Linked DNA regions of Mus musculus: region 2 is linked to region 1. A link is a contact called in public HiChIP or PLAC-seq data. All regions are on one chromosome and are shown on one strand. Each heading gives the region's core, a stretch centred on a gene start, on an enhancer-like site or on the middle of the called end of the contact. The rest is flanking DNA. Distances are from core to core; before and after follow the strand shown. Region 1 overlaps Marchf4 (membrane associated ring-CH-type finger 4). Region 2 overlaps Smarcal1 (SWI/SNF related matrix associated, actin dependent regulator of chromatin, subfamily a-like 1).

Region 1 (6,608 bases), core at 577-3,076:
ATACCATGTACATACATGCATCATGTGTACCTATGTATCCATACACACATGGATGCATGTTGAGGGCAGCATACCTGTCTGCCCTAGCAGCTGTACTCTCAAAGATGAAATAATGACACGATGAACTCTTGCTAAGGAAGCATAGAAAACAGAGAAAGAAAAGTGGCTCTCACTGGAGGAAAAAGAGCAAGCAAGGAAGGAAACCCGGGAAAGAGACATGAGTGCTAGGGAAAGAAATTTTATTTCCAAGCTTTTAAGAGAATATTACAAACAACAGAGAGTTTTTTTTTTAAAAAAAAACCCTAAAAACTAGTTTAAAAAAGTACTTGACAGTGTCCATTTAATACCCAAGGATGGCATGTCCATTGTGCAATGACAGTAAGAAACTCTGCAGGTGACCACCCAGTGGCCTTCCCTGGCAGGGTCCTGGAACACACTGGTGGGCTCCTACGACAGTGCTCCCTGACTGCCTCCTTGGTGTGCCTGGCTGCACCAGAAGGACCAGGAGCACATAGCCCAGAGCACATAGCCCAGATCACAAGGCAAACTGCCTCTTTAGGGAGGGGACCAGTACCAAGCAGCTAGGAATACTTAGTTAGGTGTTCACGCCTTCCTTGAGATACACAGGCCAGTGTCACCCCACACTGCAGCAGACCCAGATGTGTGTGTGTGTGTGTCTGTGTGTGTGTGTGTGTATGTGTGTGTGTGTGTGTGTGTGTGTGTGTGTGTGTGCGCGCTCAAGCACGTGAATGCGTGTGTGTTTCTCTCTGTGTCTTTGTGTGTGTGTTCACAGGCATTTGCTCGCACACGCATGCGTGCATGCGTGCATACATATGCGTGTGTGCTTGCGGGCCTGCCTGTGAGAATGCCAATGCGAAAAGGACATGGCACTGCATTATCCTGGTTATAGACGGGGCTCAGTAATGAGGAAAATCATCCCTGGCCTGACAGCTTTGAAGGCTGACGCCACAGCAGCGGAAGTGTGCTTGAGCCACTCATGAGAAGTCTTCACGTCTCTCCACATGCACATGTATGTACATGAGTCCCCCACATCCTGTAAACATCTTTGAGCCAAATCACCGTAAGGTAAACAAGGAAACAAAAAGATCTCCATGTCTAAACCTCAGCCTTCTTTGAGTTCATGTTACAGCTAGGAAAGTTCTTCCTGGGGGACCCAACCCCATTTCTCTGGCCTGGCATACCAACAACTCCCTTCCTGAACCGTCTCCAGGGGATCCCTAAAGCCATTTGAGTCACTGGAATTTTACAGAGTGTAGAGGCCTTCAGCAAACATTAGGACCACCAGCTCACAAGGTCTCTCTCTCTCTCTCTCTCTCTCTCTCTCTCTCTCTCTCTCTCTCTTGTCTCTCAGTTACTCAGTGCTAGGAAGCAGCAGCACCCAGGTGGCCCTTTGTTTTCTCTCTTTGCTGCCCTTAGACCCCCAGGCACAGCAGGTACCCCAGGTACCAGCCACCATTTTCTGCCCACCCTTTTCTGGGTGTCTTGCTACTTGTGGTTCTCTGGGAGGGGTTGTTTTCTTAGGGCAGATTCCATTTGTCCCACCCATTGTTGTGAAGTTTGTGTTGGTTTTCCCTTGCTGTGGAACCAATGGACTGGGAATCGTAAGGGCTCTCCCTCAGGCGGTCTCCCCCATAGCTCCCCTTGAGGCCCACCATTCCTGATCCCTGGGCCCCTCCTGGCCCAGACTCTTGTGGTGTGTATGTGGTCTCAACCTGCCTCCCAGGCCTCCTTTCACACTGTGGTGACTCTCATGACAAGCTCTCGGCCGCTGCCCTGGGTGCTCCGCTGGTCATGAGGTCTCAAGTGACTCAGGATGTGTAGGATGGTGTAAGCACAGTGGTGTTGGGACACAGGGCCTGAGGGGTGGCTGGCGGCCCTGGTGGGGCCCTCTTCACGGGCAGGCGGGCTGGCTGCCTCCTCTTCCGCAGAGGGTAGGTTGGCTTGGGCAGATGAGGAAGTCTGTAGGTTTGTCCTGCCTCCTGATTTTTGATCCTCTAAGTCTTTTGTCTTGTCATAGTTCAGCACTTTCCACTGCTGGTTTACAGCCTGCCAGCGTTTAAAGATGCGATATACCGAGGGCCCTTCGTGGATGATGAGGCCTGCCAGGAAGAGAAGAAGACAAAGGCTAAGCAAAGAAAGCAACAACTGGGGGAGAGAATGCCACTGCATCCTTAACTTACACAGACACGGGCACTGGAGAAGCTGGGGTCTCTCTGTGTTGCTTTTATTCTAAATCTGCCTTCCAGCTCTGAGCCACATGACTCCAGAGCACCACTAGATTCCCAGACTCCATGAGTCACCAGAAGGGAGAAGGTCACAAAATAGCTGGGCTTTGCATGAACTGCCTTCGCCTGCTTCCGCTCCATCCTGCCCCCTTCTTGGCTTGGCACAATTCAAATTCTTCAATGACATCATAATAAAAATATTTTTTCCTTCCCTGTATTACATATTCATGATGCCCTGTGCTTACCAGGTGTTGAATGAATCATGTGCTTTTAAAGGGCAACAGCCATGAAATCCTGTGGTCATCGTGGTCCTGCTGAATGGGAACTGAAACTCCGCTCTAGCTCTTTGCACAGCCAATGCTACTGAAATACGGATCCCCGTGGCCGTCTGAACATCCTTGCAGTTATATTGGCCAAATCCATTGGGAGCCATTGGAAACAAACCATGTCTGGCAACAAGGCAAATGGATATCAATTTTAGGCCTACTGTGTGCAAAGCACTTAGGATGGGGCAGTGCCTGAGATGGGAAGTCCTTTCCTTAGAGAGCTTATGTTTAAGTTAAGAGGCATATACAAAATGTACAAATGAATCCACCAGACTCTCTTCCTGTGTGGGCACATGCTAGGAGGAAGATGAAATAGGATTAAATAGCCCTTAGCTGCAGGCAACTGGGGTCTTGTTTTGGCAAGAGGGAAGAAAGAAGCAAGTTTCAGAGGAATTGGCAAGTTTAAGTTGAGACTTAAATGAGAAGGAGAGTTGTGTGCAAAGATCTGGAGAGGGCACTCATCTCTGGTGGGAAACGCAAGTGCACAAGCCAGGAGGCAGGAATGCGATGACCAAGGTTGAAACTGAGGTTGGCGTGCCTACCGCAGCGCAAGCCCGTGGATGTGGCAAGCGGAGGAGAAGGTGGCCGGAGCCCCCGTTATGATCGTGTCTTGCATTGTATCCAGGGTAATGAGAGGCAACCGAGTAGATTTGGAAGGAGGAATGGCATTGAAAGATTTTCTCTCTAAGAAAATTCGCTGGTGCTCCAGAAGGGTCACGTATAGAATTATTCTAAAATGAAGCAGGAAGGGAAGCGGTAATTGAAGCTGGAAACTGTGGTGCTGGGGACAGGGCAGTGCCGTGCGTGAGATGTCTTGGAGTCAGGATGTATGCTGTGGGTATTGCTGACAGTCTGGCTGACAAGTGAGCTGTGGGCACAAGAAGCATCTGGAAGCTCTGAAGGTTCTGATGCCACAGCTGGATGGTGAGGATCATTTGCAGAGACATCGATGGTCCCAGGGCTGGCGTGTGGAGCTGCATGGTGATGGTGACTATTAATTCACTATGGCTGCTATAATAACTGTCCGGAGGGTAACAGGTAGCCCACAGTGGTACAAATATGCTCTCTTACAGTTCTGGGGTCGGTCTTACCAGGCCAAAGTGCAAACATCACTGGGGCCTATACCCCCAGAAGCCTTGGAGGGAGAATATTTCCTTACCTTTTTCAACTTCTAGAAATGGCCATTGTCTTTCCCTCTTTCTCACATCATCCCACCCTCTTTCTTCTGTCATCACATTTATTAATCTGTCATCACATTTTTCTTTGATATTCTATTAATAAGAACTCTAGTGATTACGTGGAGGGACCACTGGAATAACTCAAGATAATTTCCTCACTTCAAGATGCTCAAATTAGCCATGTTTGCAGAGTCCTGTCACAAAAGGTTAACAGTTTCAGGATGAGGCCCTGTGTGTCTTTGGGGGCCATTCTTCACCTTACTGCAGTATTAACAGTCACATCTTAGTTATGGTAAGTTTAAGATGTCTGCTAAAAATCCAACTGGTCGATCAAACGGCAATAAGATTGAAGCTGAGAACTTAGATGATGCACTGGCTGGTTTTGTGTCAATTTCACACAAACTAGAGTCATCAGAGAGGAAGGAGCCTCAGTTGAGGAAATGTCTCCATGAGATTCAACTGTAAGGCATTTTCTGAATTAGTGATCAATGGGAAAGGGCCCAGCCCATGGTAGGTGATGCCATCCCTGGGCTGGTGGGTTCTACAAGAGAGCAGGCTGAGCAAGCCATGAGAAGCAAGTCAGTAAGTAGCATCCTCCACGACCTCTGCCTCAGCTCCTGCCTCCAAGAGCCTCTCCTGATTGGATTCCTATACTGATTTCCCTGGGTGATGGACAGCGATGTGTAAGTAAACCTTTCATTTTCAACTTGCTTTTCAGTCATGGCATTTTGTTGTAGTAATAGAAACCCTAACTAAAACTAACTAAGACAGATGGTGCTAGAATTTTGGGGAACGGAGGTGGTACTGTTGTTTAAGTGCATCTTCTTAAACACTCAGAGGTTAGTAATGAGTTAGTATTGAAAATTGGGTCCTCTTACACAGTGATTAGGCCACAAGAATGCACTCCTCATGAACAGATTACATGCCTTACCAAGAGCCTTGACTGACAGTTGGTTTTCACGTGTCCTATGTTTTGCTATGTGATGATATTTCAAGAAGTCTCTCACCATGGCTGGGGACATGACTCAGGGTAAAGCGCTTGTCCTATGCTTGGATTCCCAGAGCCCACTCAGGGTCTTCATGTTTTCAAGCCAAACAGTTTAGTTAATGGTCCTATATATAACCCCCAAGTATGTTTTAGCATCCCCTTTCCTATCCTGAAATACAGTTCATAAGATACTATAAGACTGCTATGCATTTTTTAATTAGTGGAATGCCTTAATAGATAATTAGTAGACAGAATAAGACAAAAGAAGTCACTTGCAAGAAAAAGATGAAACCAAAGTCAATATAAGTGCTGGAGTACAGCTGTATTAGAAAACAAAACACACTAGAAAAAAATCACGTGGAGCGAGGTAGCTCAGATCCAGAAAGACAAATGTAATCGGTGCCCTTCTCGGCCATTGTCAGAGAAGCGTTCTCCTGCAGCAGATGGGAACAAATACAGAGACCCAGCCAGACATCATGCAGAGAGTGAGAGACTTTGGGATACTCAACCCTATATAGTATGTCTCCATCAGATCCCTCCCTCAGGGAGGCCAGCCAGTAGCCAGAGGCAGTGAGGAGAAAGGGGGTAAAGAAAGAGGGATGCACTTAAAAGGGGTCTTCTGAAAGATGGAGGATCAATGACAGCATGGATGTCCCAGCAGGTAGAGAGATGCCTGTGGACTACTTCTTGGCCCACAGCCTGAGAAGGGATGAACAGCCACTATAGAGACAGATACAGGGATGCAGTATCTTAGAGTCCAGCTGCTCTGATGAAAGAAGCACCCAGAGCTGTCCAGAGGTCACCATGGAAAGTGGCGGAAGGAATGAGCAAGACAAGAAGAGGATGCTTGTCTGAAGAACGAAGAGGTTGGAAGGCTGAGCCTGTGACAGTGGAGATGGCTTGCTATGAATGACAAGGTGGGATTTGTCCTGCGGCCACGGAAACCTCAGGGCAAGAGCTAGCTCATAGGAACAGCATGGACTGCTTACCATAGCCCAAGTCTGCTTTAATGCATGTGGGGGATAGGGAAATGGGGAGCCCCAAGGAACAAGCCTGGAGCAAGAGTAGGGTTGAGACATGTCCAGACTCTGGAAATCTTATCCTGAGGTTAGCAGGAGTAGGGTCATTAGTGCCCTGCCCTGGGCCTGCGTGTTGGGTGTACATAGCCCTGTACCCCAACCTTTGCCCCACTGCAGGATGACATGTAAGCAGGTTAAAGTTCCTTTCCCCTTATAAAGTCATGTCCAAGAAGCACCTCCTTGTGCTAATGAGGCACCTCTAGCACCCTGGCCCCTGCCAATGCTGTACCCTCACTTCCCAAATGTTTAAATAGTCTTTGTTCCCCCATTAAAATGAGCTATCTCACTGAAGCTGCCTCGTTCTGTTCTGTGCTCACACCCACTGCCGCCTGAGGCCACTTAGCTCCCAGACTTCCCACCCTGCTCCTTCCCCTCTGAGGATCTACCAGTTGTGATCCCAGAGCATCATGGGGGTGGGAACAGAGCCTGAAAGGCAGATGCAGATGCTGGGAGAGGAGAGCAGTCACCCACTGCCACTTCTTCCACTATCCAGCAGCTCCTGAAATTGCATTTCTCTCTCTGTATCTTCAAGGGTTCACTGAAAGACACATTGGTTCCTAGCCCTGGGTAAACACCATCTCTCGGAGAGGAAACACCAACATCTAAAGTGTCCTAATAGTTTAGAGGGAACATAATTTCCTAAAGACCCCCTGTGAGCCCCCTTGCTCAGTGTGATGGGTACTAGACAAATAGGCTTCCCCTCTTCCACCAGGGTGCCCACTCCCATTACTTCTGCTTACCCTTAAATGTATACCTATGCATTGATGGTACTGAGGTCATTTGTTCATCTG
Region 2 (7,473 bases), core at 2,880-5,379, 170 kb after region 1:
GTCTGTCACAGTGCTCAGCTAGCAGAATGTTCTGTGTTTAACCCTTTTAATAAGATGGCGGGTGGCAGGATACCTCTCACTGAATTCCTTTCCCTTTCTCCTTTCCCAGGTCTTTTGGACTTGAGCGTTCGTGCTCATACACCCCTGTTTTTTCTTTCCAGTTGCAAGGTCACGTGAACTGAAGCAAGTTCAGCTGGACCCACTGCCCAAGACAGTGACCCTGGCATTTGCATCTCAGCTGGAGAAAACGTCTCCCAAACTGAAAGCAGACGTGCCAGAAGCGGACCTTTCCGGAGTGGATGCCAAGCTTGTGTCTAGCCTCATGCCCTTTCAGAGGGAGGGAGTTAGGTAGATCCCCGGTCCTCTGCTTGCTCTCTCTCACTTGACCTCCCTCAGCACAGGTGGAGTTCGAACGCGTCTCTGAATACCTTGCATGTGTGTCCGAAGCATCTAGGCATTAGAGCTAGGTTGCTGTCACCAAAGCCCATTGTTACCATTGGTGTCCTAGTCTGTGAGTTAGCCAGGACTTCAGATTGCACTGGTGCAGAAACCCAGTTCTCATCAGCTGAAGGAAAGAGCTTTCTCAGTGCAGGAACAGGAGACCCAGGGCTTCCCAATAAACTCTCTGCTTTCTTAGCTTGCACCTCAGCCTGTCTCATCAGGGCCTCTGTTCGGGGGCTTGTGGCTGGTGTCCCATAGTTCCCAGCACAGACTAAGGGCTGCTTCTGTGCTGCAGGAAGGGGAGCTGCTGCTTGTGGCTGCTGAGAGGACGAGGATACCCGTTGGCCCACGTGCTGCTGGCCTTGGTGTACTGGCCTCTGGTCCCCAGAGGGCTGCTCAGTTGGTGCATCTTGGGAAACAATTACAGAAAGGCCAAGGGCAGCTGAAGTCCTTCTAGGACCCACAAGCTGATTAGAAAAGACTGCTCTCTTCGTTTTTTGCTGTCTAAGAAGGAAAGAGAAAGAACCATTCACCAGCTCATTACTAGGTTTCTGAGCCAGCAACAGCTTTTCACAAATTAGATAAAGAGGATTGGAGTTTGGAGCAGGGGACCAGATGTCTGGTGCTCAGAGTCTTTGTAGTCTCTCAGTGATTCACCACTGCTTCTGCTCACATTACTCCCCTCTCTCTGCTGAGATGATGGTCATAATGTTTAGGAAGATGTAAGTGCTTTGCCTCCTGCTTCTCCCATTCTCTGGGGCAGGTAACATTTACTCCAGCCTCAGTCTCGCTTGGGGGTGCATCAGGAGGCACAGCTCCAACCCAGGCCTGGCAGGCTCCGCAGCGGTAGGCTCCACCTTTATCTACAGACTGTTAGCAAGGCCCAGTGCACTTAAGTGCTTCAGGTGCTCGGAGGCCGCCAGCCTTGGCTGAAACAAAGCCAGGTTCGCATCCTCTCCCCACCTGTCCTTTTTGCCAGTACATCCAGTCACTGCTGGCTCCACCTGCCCCTTAGCCTGTATCGTGGTCTTCAGATGCTGTTTCTAACTCGGGCACATTTCTCAGTGGAGATCAAACCCTTACGTCTGCAGCATCCCTACCTATCCTCATCCCTCCTCCTCGTACTCTGTTCCCTAAATGGCTCCTGCCCTATCCTTGCTAGGAAACGTCTTGCTGTGAGCAGAACCCATTCTGGTCAGTGTTATACCCAGCATAGAGGGGCCCCTCAGCTCTATGGGGTGGCAGGTAAATTAAGACGGACAGGACGCCCCATGCAGTGATACCCACCTTATCCTGTCTGTCTGTGTGCAGCTTTGCCATATCAAAAAGAGGCCGCCTGCTACTTGCCGATGACATGGGCCTAGGGAAGACCGTCCAAGCCATCTGCATAGCAGCTTTTTACCGAAAGGAATGGCCACTGCTGGTGGTCGTGCCTTCCTCTGTGCGCTTCACCTGGGAGCAGGTTAGTTCTCTGTACCGGAATCATTGGGAAAGGCCTCCTTAGGGTTAGAGCATCAAAATAACAGTGCCGGGGCAAGCCCTGGGGTCTTTTAAGGTTTAGATGTGGGTCAAAGACCAGCAGAAAACTAAGCTGGTCCTGAGGACAGGGAATCATGTTATCTCCACAGGGAGGAAAGCCAAGCAGTTGCTAGCTTAGGGATTTCTTGCCAGTCCCTCAGCAGATACTGTACCTCTGTGCTCTTGTAAATAAGACCTTCTATTCACCCTGCACCCGATTTCTGCAATGCCTTTATTTCCTTTTGTCTCTCCAAATCCTGTGACATGATACCCAATGACCCACTTTTCAGATAAACAAACAAAATCTCAGGGTCAAGAGCTTTGCCTCCTAAGGAGGCAGCTGCCTGACTTTAGATCAGTGCTTCGTCTGCCCTAGGGTGGTGTGCATAGTGTGTTTAGACCACCTAATAGATGGAGGCCCGATGTGAACCTTGAATAATTAAATCCCTCTAAGCAAACCCAGTGAAGGAAGGCCCAGCTCATTCCCAGAGCTTGTGGCTTTGTGCTGCTGGTGTGGTGCCAGTCTCCTTACAGGTTAATTAAGCTCTTCCTAAGGTCCCAGAGTCATGGTACAGAGGATGCACCACAGCCTGCTGCTGGTAAGGTCTGGATCCTGCCACTACCTGTGGAAAGTGTCATCATGCATCTGTAGGGGCTAGATTTCCCTCGGAAAGTCCAAAAGAGTCAGGCCACTGCTCATAACCAGAGAAGTGATGTCAGGACATGGCACATGCAAGCAAAGGGAAGGGGACACCTAAGTGCTGGGGCTTCCGTGTGGAGACACCCAGTGGCCTTCCTAAGGCTCCTAGATACCTGGTTTATTGAGTGATCCATTGTGGGGGACAGCGGGGGGGGGGGGGGGGTTGAAGAAAACAGTGACATAAATGTTTTCATTGTGCCCAGGAAGCACAGTTTTCTTGGAAGAGCTACATTCTTCTCCAACAGGACCATCTAGAGATCACAGAGGGGAAGGCACAGGCATGGGAAGGCCTGCTCATGGGAGAGTCCTGTCGGGAAATTAAAGGGTGGGCTAAAGGCAGACAGAGGTGACCAGAGTGTGTTAGATGCAGGAGGCTGTGAAGAGGAACTGTGTCTTCAGGGAAGGTTAAACTTGCCCCAAATCCCACCCCCCAGTGTTGATGCCTTGGCTGGAATCACTGCTTTCTACTGTCCTTTCCCCTGCAGGCCTTTCTTCGGTGGCTTCCATCTCTTAGCCCAGAGAACATCAACGTGGTGGTGACCGGGAAGGGCCGCCTAACAGCTGGCTTGGTCAATATTGTCAGCTTTGACCTCCTTTGCAAGTTGGAGAGGCAGCTAAAAACCCCTTTCAAAGTCGTCATTATTGTGAGTAATGGCATAGCCCTGAAGTACTTTGTTTGTCTAGACACTCGGAAGGGCTCCACAGATTTGGGAATTTGTGTCCTCCTTGGTCCTCTTTGGGCTTTGCGGAGAGAGGGCAATAGAAATCGCTGCCTTTCTTTTATAGAGAATGATTTTTTTATTCCCTTCCTGAAGCAGCCCTTAAGCCTATGTGCCAGACTTTCCTGAGGAGCGTTTTAAACAGGTGGGACGAGTCTGTTCAAAGGTTTCTAGTCCGCCCCTCCTGTATTGGCAGGCTAGGGATGGAGACCAGCATGTTGCACAGCAGACCATTCTAGGTCCCAGACTACAGCTGTGTCAGGAACAGTGTGTGCCTGCATTGGTACCGACTTGTCAGCACTGCGGAGCCATACAGTTCAGCAGTCAATGATTCTCTTCCAGCTGGTGTGAAGACACGCCCCCATCCCTGCTAAAAGGAAATCAGTTTTTACTTGAGTTGTTCTTAGAGATATCATCACCTGCCTCCAGAGCCGAAGGTGCTGCTTTCAGCCACTGGCTTTCTTTTTCATCTTTGCACACTTGATGAACATCTGGGGAGACTTGGTGGCCAGCCAGCTGTCAGTGTAGAGTATGTAAACATGGTTCTGAATACAAACACCACAGGAGCTCAGAGCAGAGAAGGAGACGTGATTGCAGACCCCAGGAGATGTGTAGTGTGTTCTGGACATGAGAACCACCCTGTGTTCCTTAGTGTGTGCAAACGAGAACACATACTTTATCAACGCTATTTTGGGAATCTGAGTCTGTGGGGGAGCCGTGTTGGGCTTGGCATGGATTCAAGTGTGGTTTTGAAAGGACGCCAGCATTCCAGTGAGGTGAAATATTAAACGAAACATCCCAGGATGGTCACAATGGCTCCGGGATGTGGGGACGGTGGTGGCTGCCTTTCCTGACTATGCCCCTGTCTCAGGTGTCCCACCTGCAGCCACTGCTCTCCCCTGTGGTCCCAGGCAGTGCCACCTCTAATTCACTCGAGCTGGCAGCGTGGGCACATCCGGCCTTGCCCCACAGTCATGTCGGCTGAAACTTTGTGGCCTCGAAATTGATGTGTTTCTGTTCCTGGCTCATCGCTCAGTCAGCCTTGAGGTGGAGGGCAAGCTGCTTGCCGCTAGTGTTACCTTGTCCTCAGATGAAGCAAACAGCTTGCCATCTTCTGGCTTCTCTGTAGCAAGGGACGAAGTGGCAGCTCTGAGAAGCACTTGTCACCGACGAGGCTTCTGCTCATGGTTGATGCTGGCAGGAGAACCTTTTTATCTGGGCTTAAAAGGGCCAATTCCCTTTCATGCCTGACACATTTTCTGCAACTTCTCTCTATAAATGGTGTTCTCATGACTTTCATGAGGGTTTACCATGAATCAGGATCATGAATGTAGTAGCCCCGGCGTCTGGGGGGTGCTATCTTGACAACTAGGGACAGGTCACCTCTCACTCTGTCTATTGTGTCTTTGAAGCCCCACACCCACCCCCTTTTAATCATAAAAAATGGAGCAGGTTGGGAGCTTATAGATTCTCGCCGGGACAGAGGTACCACCACTAGTGGCCCCTGGTCCAGGCAGTCCTCCTTAGGTGGCAGGATGGCTTTGAGGGCTGCCCCTGTGTTCGCTTATTTCAGACATGGCAAGCTGATATGCTTATATCCATTTTATCTGATAGCATGATATGTATTTTATAGGTAGAGAAGCTGGTACCATAGACAGGTCATTTAGTGGCTCAGAGTCAATTAGCAATGTGCCAACCTAAGATTTTCCCTTCTGGGAAGGAATATGTTCGTCATTCCTTTGTCTTTAGAAAATAAGGCACATTTTATGTTTGTTTATTTACAGAATGTACAACTATAAGTCCATCAAATGCTATATTTCTAGCACAGTGTCCCCCCAGAGGACAGGGATCAGTCTGTTTCTCCTTCTTCAGTTCCCACAGTGCTTTGTGTGCACGACTATGGTGGCATGATTGTCTGGTCTAATGCCAGTGTGTCTGCTGCCAGTGTGTCTGCAAAGGCTGAGGGCAGTGCCAGACCTCAGAACTTGACACCAGTTGAGAGCATGTAGGAGGTCTCCAGCACGCCTGACTAACGCCATGCAGTTGTGAGGCGTCTCCCACAGGGTGGCAAGGCACCTGTCAGGGGTTTGTCCACCTATGTACCCAGTGGGCAGATCGGGGCACATATTCACTAACCCCCTTTCCAGGTGGAAGACTGCCCTAGAGAAAGAGACAATATCTTATCCAGTGTATAATAAAGAACCTGCCCCAAGTCTGGGCCCTTCCCGAGTGTACTGGTCCATCACCTTGAACAGCTATAGGTCAAGGGAGGCAACCTCCTGGCAGATACCAAGCCAGGCTCAAGTCAGGTGGGCTGCTGTGGATCAAGGACTGCCCATTCACCCATGTGGTTGTCTGTTGCAGGATGAATCACACTTCCTCAAGAACATAAAGACTGCCCGCTGCCGAGCAGCTGTGCCTATCCTAAAGGTGAGTGTGGCCCAGAGGAGACTTAGGGCCCTAACACGACACTTGCTCAGACAGGAGGGGTATGCAGGCCAAACAGATGCCGCCACGCTGATGAGCTATGTGCAGTGTTGACACTGGGCATCTCTCCTTGGGCTATGTGCTTGTTGTATTCTGCCACGAATCCAGTCCACGTGAAGTCCTATTGAGAGTCCAGACTCAGATGGGAAGGGACCCTGAGTCTTCTCCTTGGCTTTCTGCCAGCACAAGAAGCCTGTGACAGTGTGTCACTAAACAGCTCAGGAGAAACTGCATCTCTTGTAGTAGCAAAGCTGTCGCGGTGGGAGGCGTTATCTAAGAGCAGCCAGGGCTGTGGGTGTCAGAGAATAACCTCAGGCAAAGCTGAGGCTTGCCCGCTGAGCTGATTGATCCTTTACGCTGGCCAGGGACTGCGGTTAACTGAAGGCCAGCAGGTTACTTGTTTCCTTCGTGTTTTCGGGTCTGCACCTGCCCCTGAACACACACACACACACACACACACACACACTCAGGTCTGCACCTGCCCCTGAACACACACACACACACACACACACACACACACACACACGCACGCACGCACGCACGCACGCACGCACGCACGCACGCGCGTGCCCGGGCTGGTCTGCCTTGAGAGCAGGCAGCAGTGGGCCTGAGAGCAGGCTCAAGTCTTTCTCAATACACACTCTGATGTAGTTCTGTCCTTGTCTTTGTCCTGTGTTCTGTACCTCACTCCTCAGAGATAAGCCCCCCAAATGCCATTTATCCCCCCAAGGTTAGGAAGTAGGGGAGTACCAACATAACGCTTCCTGGTGGGCAGGGGAGAAGCTACTCACAGATGACTTTGGGGGAACTGCTGCTTGGCATGGACTGAGCAAACTGGCACTCAGTTAATCACCCTGTGTAGTGTGTGAGTGTTGAAAACCACAGCATTTAGTGGGGCGTGGTGGTGCATGCCTTCACTATCAGCACTTAGGAGGCAAATGCCAGGCAGATCCACATAGTCCCAGGACACCCAGGGCGACATAGAGACCCTGTCTTAAATACATAAACAAACACAAATAAAACCACAGCAGTTACTGCTCAGGACGAGCGTTTGTTTTTATGTTAACTAAGGAAAGCAAACACATCAAATGCCAGCCAAGCTCACTGTCTGTTTCCTACCTCTCCACAAAGCTGTCTAAAAAGTAGTTTCAGCTCCAATTTTTTAAAATAACAATAAGTCAAGGTTATGTTGTATGCTCCAGATCAAAAATGTAAGTCTTTAACCTAAGCTTGACTCCATTATAAACTTCTATATGTCAGTATCCGCTTCTGAACACACCTAAATGAAATATCGCCCCAGGGTGGTGACCTGTTTAGGGGAAACCTTTAATATGCTCTCCTTAGAAAAATATTAATACATCTTGGTACCATTGTCCAGTATTATAGAGACAGTAAAATTAAATCTCTCCCTCTGTTGACAAAAGAAATTGCACAGTAGAATAATTCTGTATTTGAGTTCTGATATGACATCATGTTAGCAACCGCTTTGGTGTTGAGTTGTTGCCTGGGTGGGCGCATGGCGCCTCTTAGTGGGGTCTGAAACGAGTGTCTATGGCCAGACTTCTAGAAACAGCATGCACATCTTCAATATCCTGGGTATATTTCAAA

Evidence for each region. HiChIP or PLAC-seq counts read pairs in DNA pulled down with a chosen protein or histone mark.
Region 2: a contact with region 1 is called in an HNF4G HiChIP or PLAC-seq map of pancreatic cancer cells. The contact joins two enhancer-like sites. A contact is called at or near these places in 2 of 484 Hi-C or Micro-C datasets (nephron progenitors and pre-B cells), 2 of 115 datasets of contacts at active chromatin or transcription factors (large pre-B cells and pancreatic cancer cells) and 2 of 9 other capture datasets (embryonic stem cells and pancreatic islet).

The regions. Positions count from the first base shown.
Region 1 is chr1:72,426,890-72,433,497 of GRCm38.p6, forward strand. Marchf4 (membrane associated ring-CH-type finger 4) reads right to left here. Exons shown (of 4, transcript NM_001045533.2): 4 at 223-2,120. The coding sequence ends at 1,753. Among named protein-coding and RNA genes, the nearest start is that of Gm39661, 17 kb to the left of the region's middle. Within about 2 kb of position 1,827, at least 103 of the 459 cell types and tissues checked have an H3K27ac peak or open chromatin away from gene starts, as enhancers often do. A contact at or near this core is called in pancreatic cancer cells, where this site is marked.
Region 2 is chr1:72,595,627-72,603,099 of GRCm38.p6, forward strand. Smarcal1 (SWI/SNF related matrix associated, actin dependent regulator of chromatin, subfamily a-like 1) reads left to right here. Exons shown (of 17, transcript NM_018817.2): 6 at 162-348; 7 at 1,753-1,903; 8 at 3,145-3,303; 9 at 5,743-5,808. Among named protein-coding and RNA genes, the nearest start is that of Smarcal1, 16 kb to the left of the region's middle. Within about 2 kb of position 4,130, at least 54 of the 459 cell types and tissues checked have an H3K27ac peak or open chromatin away from gene starts, as enhancers often do. A contact at or near this core is called in pancreatic cancer cells, where this site is marked.